3 separate regions of the Mus musculus genome follow, and all the other regions are linked to region 3. Evidence: chromatin contacts called from public promoter capture Hi-C data. All regions are on one chromosome and are shown on one strand. The core of a region is the stretch at or near the end of the contact, and the rest is flanking DNA. Distances in the headings are between cores, read along the strand shown. Region 1 holds the start of Cdk5r2 (cyclin-dependent kinase 5, regulatory subunit 2 (p39)). Region 2 overlaps Ttll4 (tubulin tyrosine ligase-like family, member 4). Region 3 holds the start of Wnt6 (wingless-type MMTV integration site family, member 6).

Region 1 (2,864 bases), core at 300-2,799, 83 kb after region 3:
GGAGGCTGAAGAAGGATGGAAGCCAGCTTGAATGTGACACCACACACACACACACACACACACACACACACACACACACAGAGAGAGAGAGAGAGAGAGAGAGAGAGAGAGAGAGAGAGAGAGACAGGCAGACAGGCAGACAGACAGACAGGCATACAGAGACACAGAGACTGAGATCCAAGAACAATTCTAAGAATTGTTACAGAATGGATAGTTACCTCTCTGCCCACCAAACCAAACCCCCACACCAATGCCTAAGGTTCACTAAGACTCCTGGAAGGGAAGCCACAGACAGCAGACTGGAGGGTCCTACAAGACACACTGAAGTGGCCCAGGACAAGCGGTTCTCACAACCTGCCGATAAGGCTCAAAGTCTGGGATCAAGGCCTATGTGGTCCGTAGCAGGAATGGAGGGGTCCAGAGAAACCGGCAGCTCCCAGTATAATAGCTGGCAGCTGGAGTGGGAACAGCTAGAGTCTGAGCACAAGGAAGCTGTCTACTGGTTAAAATCCATCTCAACTAGGACCCCGGATCTTGACTGGAAGTTGAGCCAACCGATTTCCACACAGTAGACCCCAGACTGGGGCCTTCAACTAAACCAATTTCCAGAGTTCCCTGGAGTCCAACCATCCATCACGCATGCAAGGGTGAGATGAATGTGTTGTTGGGACAACCAATCAAAAATGAGCTGTCCAGGGGTCAGAGTCAGAAGCAGGGAATCAAGTACAGACTCATTAGGTTGTCTTTAGACTTCCCCCTGTTCCTGCTCCGTGAAGCAAAGACACACATCCTTCCCTCTGCCAAGGAGAAAGGGTGCATTTGCTCGGTTGCTCAGAGTCTCACACACTAGCATTCTCTTACAGATCAGGAATGAGCCTGCAGCAGTCTCCTCCACCCCACCCTACCCCCGTCCCCAAGGGGGGGGGGGCGATGAAGAGGATAGCAAGCGGACATCCAGATGGGCGAAGCCGGAAGGTGCAACTGGGGTGTCTCGATGAGGGCAAGCTGCCATATTGCCCACTAAACAAACTCAAAGGTGAGCGAATGATAGGCTGTTCCCATGGCTTCTATACTGCGGCTTGGACCCAGTGTATCACAGTGTATCAAAACATTCAGACCCATGGTCTTGGGATCTGGAGGAAGAGATGGGAAGGACCATTTTCACCTCACTTCAACCCCCTGCTCAGCCAGAAAAAGAGACCTCAGAATCACACACACCCCCTCTCTCCTTTTCCTCCTTTCCCCCCTTTTCCCCCTTTGGGAAAAGGTAAGGGACTGAAGACTCCAGGCGGTGGGTAAGGCGGTACAGTAGATTAGTATGCAACATCCTATTGGTTAGAGGAGCTGCCGATCAAAGAAAACTAGAGTCAGGATTGGCTGCGTGAGGCGGGGCGCGGCGTGGCGAAAGAAGGGGCCCAAGGGGTGGGGCTGACGCTGCAGCTGGCGCAGCTTCGGCTCAGAGCAGCCGCCGCGGCGCAGCAGAGCGGCTCCATCCCCCGCCCGTCCGCGCGCCCGGGCCGGGGCTAGGCCCCCCACCGCCGGGTCCCCCGGGGCTGCAGCAGCAGCGGCGCCGCCCGCGGTTCCCGCTGGGGCCCGGGCGCCGGCCCCGCTCTGCAGGATGGGCACGGTGCTGTCGCTTTCCCCTGCTTCCTCGGCCAAGGGCCGGAGGCCGGGAGGGCTGCCGGAGGAGAAAAAGAAGGCGCCGCCCGCGGGGGACGAGGCGCTGGGGGGCTACGGCGCGCCGCCGGCCGGCAAGGGCGGCAAAGGCGAGAGCCGGCTCAAACGGCCGTCCGTGCTCATCTCGGCGCTCACCTGGAAGCGCCTAGTGGCAGCCTCGGCCAAGAAGAAGAAAGGCAGCAAAAAGGTGACGCCCAAGCCAGCGTCCACCGGTCCCGACCCTCTGGTCCAGCAACGCAACCGCGAGAACCTTCTCCGCAAGGGCCGCGACGGCCCCGACGGTGGCGGAACAGCCAAGCCCCTGGCCGTGCCGGTGCCCACGGTGCCCACGACCGCTGCCACCTGCGAGCCCCCGTCGGGGGGCAGCGCAGCCGCCCCTCCACCAGGCTCAGGCGGGGGAAAGCCGCCGCCGCCGCCACCCCCAGCCCCGCAGGCGGCACCGCCGGCGCCCGGAGGCTCGCCGCGGCGGGTCATCGTGCAGGCGTCTACCGGCGAGCTGCTCCGCTGCCTCGGCGACTTCGTGTGCCGACGCTGCTACCGCCTCAAGGAGCTGAGCCCCGGCGAGCTGGTGGGCTGGTTCCGCGGCGTGGACCGCTCGCTGCTGCTGCAGGGCTGGCAAGACCAGGCCTTCATTACCCCCGCCAACCTGGTGTTCGTGTACCTGCTGTGCCGGGAGTCGCTTCGTGGGGACGAGCTGGCGTCGGCCGCGGAACTGCAGGCCGCCTTCCTCACCTGCCTCTACCTCGCCTACTCCTACATGGGCAACGAGATCTCCTACCCGCTCAAGCCGTTCCTCGTGGAGCCCGACAAGGAGCGCTTCTGGCAGCGCTGCCTGCGCCTCATCCAGCGGCTCAGCCCGCAGATGCTGCGACTCAACGCCGACCCCCACTTCTTCACGCAAGTCTTTCAAGACCTCAAGAACGAGGGCGAGGCCGCGGCGAGCACCGGGGGTCCACCGAGCGGAAGCAGCGCGTCCACCACCTCCTCCTCGAGCGCCAGGGACAGCTGCGCGACCGGAGCCAAGCACTGGACTATGAACTTGGACCGCTAGGGATTCCCAGGGGCCGCGCCCGCCCCCCGCCCCAGCCCCTCACACACACCCGGAAACCCCGGGACCATCAAGCCACCGTCGCTATTACCGCTGCTCTATGCCCAGGCTGGGCCGAGGAGGAGCCGCCCCTGCCCCA
Region 2 (2,944 bases), core at 416-2,915, 73 kb before region 3:
TACCCTCCTTTCCTCTCTCCCAGTCCCACCTCTTTGGCTCGCTTTCAAGGATACAGTTACTCACAGAATGTCCTAGGTGCCTATCTTTGAAGGATCAAAAAGTGATGAGTAGCCTTAACTTTCTGGTTCTTTGGGAATGAGCCAAGAGTTGCTCATGACTCCATGATGTGGTGTAGGGCAGGTGAGAACCCTGTGTGTAAAGGTGAGAGCGGCAGAGCTGAGCACGAGTCCCAAGACCCTGAGTGTTCCTTCCTGAACTCAGCCTGCTCCCTTAAACTTACTGCTTCCTTTGTTATAGTGGTCTCTGCCAACATCGCTCATGACTACCTCAAAGGGTGATGGGACACCAAATTCCGCCAGCAAGTCACGGTGAGTACTAGTTCAGCAAGAGAAGGTTTATGGAGTTGGGGAGTCTCTTTCCTCTTTCCCCAGATCATGACAGTAAGAGGAACTCTCCACCTGGAGGTTGGTAGGAGTGTCAGAATCTGCAGCCACATCAACAGCCACAGTATCCTCCCGTGCTGTGCTAGTCTTAGCCTCAGCTCTGTTTTCCCCTTCAGAAAGAAGAGCGCCTCTGAGGGAACCACACTGTCCTCTGAAGACAGGTCAACACCCAAGTCTAAGAAGAGTCAAGCTGGCCTGTCTCCCATATCCAGGAAGACTTTGTCCTCAAGGAGCAATGAGAACACCAGCAAACAGTCCAAGCGCTCTACCCCGGGGTTACCTGTCCTCAAGTACTCTGGGCAGAGTTCCAGACTTTCTGCTGCTTCTGCTTCCCAGTCAGTCACTGACTCCCGCTTGACTGCTGTGAGCTCGTGACTGGTCCTGCACAGGAGCACTCAGCTACCTCAAGGGAACCAGCCTGCTGACCAGCCTGAGCCTCTACCCCGCCTCCACTTTGCCCCTCATCAGAGTATTTTTGAAGTGGTTCTATTGTAGATATGGGCATCTGGAGGGCTGGAAGGGCGATGGTGATGGGGAGAAGGTGAGGAAGGTTCGCCCTCTGTCACCTTACTGTCTGGCTAGCACCTCATTTCTCAGTAGAGAAGACAGTGACAGTCAAGCAGCTTTATAAAGCAGGGTTTGGTTTCTACACTGAGAGCCATGTGTGATTTATTTGAGGCCCTGGTACAGGGCTGGATTGTAGTTTAAGAGGAGAAAACATGCTAAACATTGAAGTCTCTTGTTCTGTAAATGAGAGGAATTCTTTGAAGGTCCTGATTTCCTTAGGACCTCTGTCCTCTACTTATCCTTGTCTTGAAGAGACAGTTTTAGAAACCTTCAGACTTCTTCAAAGACAAGCAAGAAGAAACCATGACAGGCTACACCCATTTCCTGGCCTCCTGGCCTTGGGTGACCTCCACACCATATCCATTTAAGCTTCCACCCCATCAGTAGCTCTCCATCTTCTGGGAGTCTCTAGGGCTCCAGTGAAGGATCCTGATCATTTTAGTTGCTGCTGTGTAGAGGAGGGTGGAATGCGCTGTGCTTTCCTCAGTGTGGGCAAATCTTGTAGTCTCTTTTACTTTTAGCAGGGTTTGTGCCTTGGTGGGTCACTCTTATAGAATAGGCTTCTCATCTCTGACAGCTAATACTCAGTGGCATCTACCTCCCCCAGGACTCAGTCCACACTGAGCACTGAGTAAACACTGACTGAGTGAACTGTGCATTCAGATCTCCAAGGACACTGGCCCCTGAAGCACTACTGTTCTCCCCAGTGTGAGGAAGTAGAGCCAAGGAAGGAGGCCAAGATGAGACAGTTTGGATTGGAAGAGGTTTCACTAGAACCATGGTCCTCCTTAGCCTAGTGTTCCCCAGCACTCACCTCCTGGGACCTGTGGTCTCTAATTTTCACAGCAGAGGGGCCTTGTATCTGATAAGCAAGATTTGTCCTTTGTGACCATCTCTGCTAGCATTTTCCTCATTCTTCTGAGTTTTGGAAAGAGGAAGACTTCTTTCTTTCCACATGACTCCTAGAGCCCTTGACCAGTTGGCATGGAGCCCTGGAAAGATGACCTAACTGGGTTCAAGGTCACAGAATGGGTGAACATGACAGTCAGTCCTAATGCTGTGTTGACAGTTGTGAAGAAAGCTGGATAGCAAAGTCCTAAGCCGTGCTTCCTGCTTAATGATAAAGGCTTCAAAGTCAGACAGTGGAGAGTCCAAGCTGTACTGGAAAATCTGTTCTGATATCAACAGCCAACACCCTCTTGTCCTGGTTACAGTATCCTAGTGCACATGTGACAAAGAGGCCTGTTTTAGCTGATTCACTCCTTCAAAGTAGACTCTTAATTCCTCAGCCTGCCTCTGAGAGTCTCCCATCATAGTTTCCAACTCTGTAGCTGCAGAAACAGGCCAACACTGACCAGCCCACTAGTTGCCTGGAGTCCACCAGACTTGGGGACCCCTTGATGAGACACAGCAGTATACTGGCAGTTCTGTTTTGTGTTCTGGGGTGATCCAGCCTTGCCTGGGACTTGTAATCTTTGCCTCAAAAATGCCAGATTGTCTGGGTGTGTTGCGCCCAGCTAAATACACAGTATTCAGTCTTCGTTACATTTGAAGGCTGGTGAATCTGTTTGCTAGTTGGAGAAAAAGATAGGGCTTGTATATCACATTTCATTTTCAAGAGTGTAATCTTAAGTTATTTCACATGCATGTTTTAGCACTGGCTAGTCAACAATAGATAGCATTCGGCTGAATGAGGACTTTTAAAGTAAAAGCTTTTGAAAGTTTTAAATTTGTAAGTGTACTTGAATACAATTTATCAGTACATCAGATGTTTTTCCAAGTTGGTAAGTTACCCAGCCTCTGGAGGAAGGCTCCTGAGACAAGGAATAAAGTCGTCTTTTCCTTTATAATGGAACGTGAGACCTACCCTGCAGGGTTGTTTAGTAAGCTAAGCCAAAGTATTGGGGATTGCAGTTTCCGTTTGTTGGTTTAT
Region 3 (3,019 bases), core at 28-2,527:
CCCTCCTCTTTGCTCACCAGCGGTGTTTGTCTATCTTGGCACTGTTCTCCGTTTCCACTTCTAAATTCCTCCCCACCCCAAACGACAAGGAACTTTCCCCTCTGGTGTGAAATTTCTGCCACGTGGGCTTAAGGTCCCCTGTTTAAGGTTGATGGGCCCTCTAGATAGCGGTGGCGGGGAAATTGGCTCCTGCTTCGGAATGTCCGCACCACCTGTCCCTCTGCACTCCTGGGGCACGTCGGGGGGCCTCTGCCCCAGGCCAGAGCAGCAGAGGCTGCCGCCCGCTGCCAGCCGCTTGGCTTGATGAATGGAGCTGTCCCTCCTCCCCACGAGGCCTTTGATCTCCCCCCGTGGGGAGGGGGTCAGGGGCATCAAAGACATTTTTGTGGCATTAGAGAATCAGATAAACGCCATCTCACCTGCAGCTGGCTCTCCCACCCCTTCTGCCCTGGCCAAGTTGGGGGAGGAACTTGAGGCTCCAGGAACCCGCGGACAAGTGAGACCTGACCACAGCCAGCGCTGACCCCTCTTCTCTTGGAAGTCAGCAACCTCGGCCCTCCGCCACGTTTATGAGTAGCGAATACTGGAGCGCAGGCCCTGGAGAGGTTCCACTTGCTGTCTTATCTCCCCCACACTGTCCGCCCCCAACATCGGCTGGCTGCGGCTGCAAGGCTAGGGAGCTAGAACCCAGGCCTCGGGCTCGTTCCCTTGCTGGGACAGAGGCTGAAGAAGGGGCAAAAGACGCGGGAGTTGGTAACGCCTCCTAAGTTCGTTGGGCTGGCGATCCAGTTGGACAGCCTTCTACCGAGCATCCTGCGCCCCCGGCCGACTTCCTCCCTGGCCCCCATCTGTATATCCCTACGTACTGTTCCCTCCCCCCAAACTCCCTCATTCCTGGGAAGTTTTCTCTCTTTACAGTCAACAAACCTGTCAAACGTCTCCCAGCCAGTCCCCCTTCCCCAGTTCTTCCTCCCTCCCCCCCTTACCCTTCTCGACTATTCATCCCGCCCCTCCATGCCCCAGGTCCAGGGATGGCAGGGGACAACCCCGCAGAGGCTAGGAGAGGGGCAGGCGGGCGGGACCCGCACCCGTGAGCGCGCGGCCCCGCCCCAGCACCCGCCCTCCGCTGCGCTCTGCGCCCGCCGCCCCGGGGCGCACGGCTCCCTCCCAAGAGTCCCGCCGCCTGACTGTCGCAACTGCCACCCCCGTGGCCCCCCTGTCCCCCTCCCCCGCCCACGCTTCGGCCCCGCTCCCCTCCCACCCCCGCCCCCGGCTCTGATTTCTTCTCTCCAGCGAGCTCCGCAGGAGACACAGGCGCTGGCTGCTGGGTCCGCTCTCCGCCTCCGCCGCGCCCTCCTCGCCCGGGATGGGCCCCCCCGCCGCCACCGCCGCCGGAGCCCTAGTCTCCGGGCCGCCGCCTCGGTCGCCGCGTTTGCCCTGAAGCCCGGTGCCCGCGCGCCCCGGCTCACCCCGCAGCTTCACTCCCCACCCCCAGCCGCCTCCCCGGCCAGACTGCGGTAGAGCTCTCAGGATGCTGCCGCCGGTGCCCTCCCGCCTCGGACTGCTGCTGCTGCTCTTGTGCCCCGCGCACGTCGATGGACTGTGGTGGTGAGTGCTGAGTGGGACTGTCTCCCGCGCAGCTCCAAACACCAGAGGGTGGGGACCCAGAGCCAGTCTTGGGACTTGGCACAGCGATCCTGCTGCCTTCAGGCTCTACCCGCTCCAGGATCCCAGCTATCGGGAGGTTGCACCGGGACCCTCGCAGACAGTTCCTTTCGGGTCTCTGCCCGAGCACTTCTGAAGTGCCACTTTGACGTTCTGTACCCCTGGATACTCTATTGTGTTTTCTTCCCGTATAGTCTTCCTTCCCCCAAAGAAATGTGTCCAATTCGCATCATCAAGGAGTTGGCAGATAGGTAGGGAAGAGCTGTTGGACATCATGAAATCCATAGTGAGAGATTGGGTGAGAACGGGGTGAGGAGGGGTGGGGACGGGCGAGAAGGGCCCTCGAGCTAGATTTGGGGAACAGACAGGAACAAGGTGGAAAGCTCTAAGACAGAGAGAGTCAAACGGCTGCCTCTTGCCCGCGCCTCATTGCCTACCACCTCACCATTGCTGGCCCCTTCAGCATTGGCAGTAGTACAGGAATAGGGAATGCAAATGGGGAAACTGAGTCAGGACTCTGACTTCTCTGCTTTTCCCATAGCGAGTAAGAAAGACAGAGGGGAGATCCCGGAGGCCCTCTCTTCCAGAACTGGGAAGTAAGGAATTTTTTTTTTTTTTTTAATGTGTAGCGGAGGAGGTGTAGGAACTCTTGAGAGCGATCTGATGAAGCCAGTAGGAGCCTGGCCAGCCGAGAGATGGGGTAAATTCTCAGATCCGAACTCTGGGATTTAGCCAGAGCAGACACCTAGACTTCGAGGGTTTCCAAAGCTTTGAGCCTTGAGGGGAAGGACAGAGGAGGGGCAGCGGGGGTGGGGGGCGCCAGGACAACTCAGATCCAAATCTTCAAGACTTTTTTCCTCTTAGTTTTTTAGAGCCACAAACACCCGCCCGGAATAGTTCAGTGTTCAGAGAGGAGGAGGAGGGATTTGGGCAAGAGTGCTGATAGATTAGCCAACCCTAAGAAAGCAAGGACTTCTACATTTGCATATAGCCCCGCCATTGGCTGAATTTCTACCCTCTCAGCCCTCTCACCCGCCTTCGCGGCTTTGGACCCAGGGGTGGGGCAGGCCCATCCCTCTCTTCAACAGAGATTGAGTACTATGCCCACACAGGAAGCTGCTGGCCGCTATCCTTCCGCGACGCGGGAAAGACATCCTCGTGGGTGTCAGTGAGAGGGCTAATACAAGATCCAGGTTCGGGTTAGGAAACATGCGCCTTGAGTTCTTGCTGCAACGCAGTATTTAGCAGTTTTGACAGATGTATCTAATCCCAGTTTAATCTGTGGTCTTGGGTGAATCATTTTCCCACCTTGACCTACAAACTCTCAGCTTTTAAAGAACAATCTCCCTATGTG

Evidence for each region. Promoter capture Hi-C pulls out the DNA fragments that hold promoters and counts their contacts.
Region 1: a contact with region 3 is called in a promoter capture Hi-C map of embryonic stem cells, with 28 read pairs. The contact joins the promoter of Cdk5r2 here to the promoter of Wnt6 in region 3. A contact is called at or near these places in 13 of 39 promoter capture datasets (the 3T3-L1 cell line, the C10 cell line, the HPC-7 cell line and 5 more), 6 of 15 datasets of contacts at CTCF or cohesin (embryonic stem cells, large pre-B cells, pro-B cells and 1 more), 39 of 484 Hi-C or Micro-C datasets (B cells, LSK cells, the N1E-115 cell line and 11 more), 12 of 115 datasets of contacts at active chromatin or transcription factors (astrocytes, embryonic hindbrain, embryonic midbrain and 2 more) and 4 of 9 other capture datasets (adipose tissue, embryonic stem cells, liver and 1 more).
Region 2: a contact with region 3 is called in a promoter capture Hi-C map of liver, with 2.3 times the contacts expected there. The contact joins the enhancer-like site here to the promoter of Wnt6 in region 3. A contact is called at or near these places in 9 of 39 promoter capture datasets (the 3T3-L1 cell line, 3T3-L1-derived adipocytes, the C10 cell line and 5 more), 1 of 15 datasets of contacts at CTCF or cohesin (the NIH/3T3 cell line), 5 of 484 Hi-C or Micro-C datasets (the C10 cell line, colorectal tumor organoids, extraembryonic endoderm stem cells and 2 more), 2 of 115 datasets of contacts at active chromatin or transcription factors (the SCID.adh cell line and bone marrow-derived macrophages) and 3 of 9 other capture datasets (adipose tissue, liver and pancreatic islet).

Annotation. Positions count from the first base shown.
Region 1 is chr1:74,853,480-74,856,343 of GRCm38.p6, forward strand. Cdk5r2 (cyclin-dependent kinase 5, regulatory subunit 2 (p39)) reads left to right here and starts at 1,550. Exons shown (of 1, transcript NM_009872.3): 1 at 1,550-2,864. The coding sequence starts at 1,619. The coding sequence ends at 2,728. Gm16582 (predicted gene 16582) reads left to right here. Exons shown (of 4, transcript NR_151618.1): 2 at 864-1,036.
Region 2 is chr1:74,696,881-74,699,824 of GRCm38.p6, forward strand. Ttll4 (tubulin tyrosine ligase-like family, member 4) reads left to right here. Exons shown (of 20, transcript NM_001014974.2): 19 at 299-369; 20 at 561-2,944. The coding sequence ends at 819. Among named protein-coding and RNA genes, the nearest start is that of Cyp27a1, 15 kb to the right of the region's middle. Within about 2 kb of position 1,666, at least 25 of the 459 cell types and tissues checked have an H3K27ac peak or open chromatin away from gene starts, as enhancers often do. A contact at or near this core is called in adipose tissue, bone marrow-derived macrophages and liver, where this site is marked.
Region 3 is chr1:74,770,615-74,773,633 of GRCm38.p6, forward strand. Wnt6 (wingless-type MMTV integration site family, member 6) reads left to right here and starts at 1,278. Exons shown (of 4, transcript NM_009526.3): 1 at 1,278-1,608. The coding sequence starts at 1,532.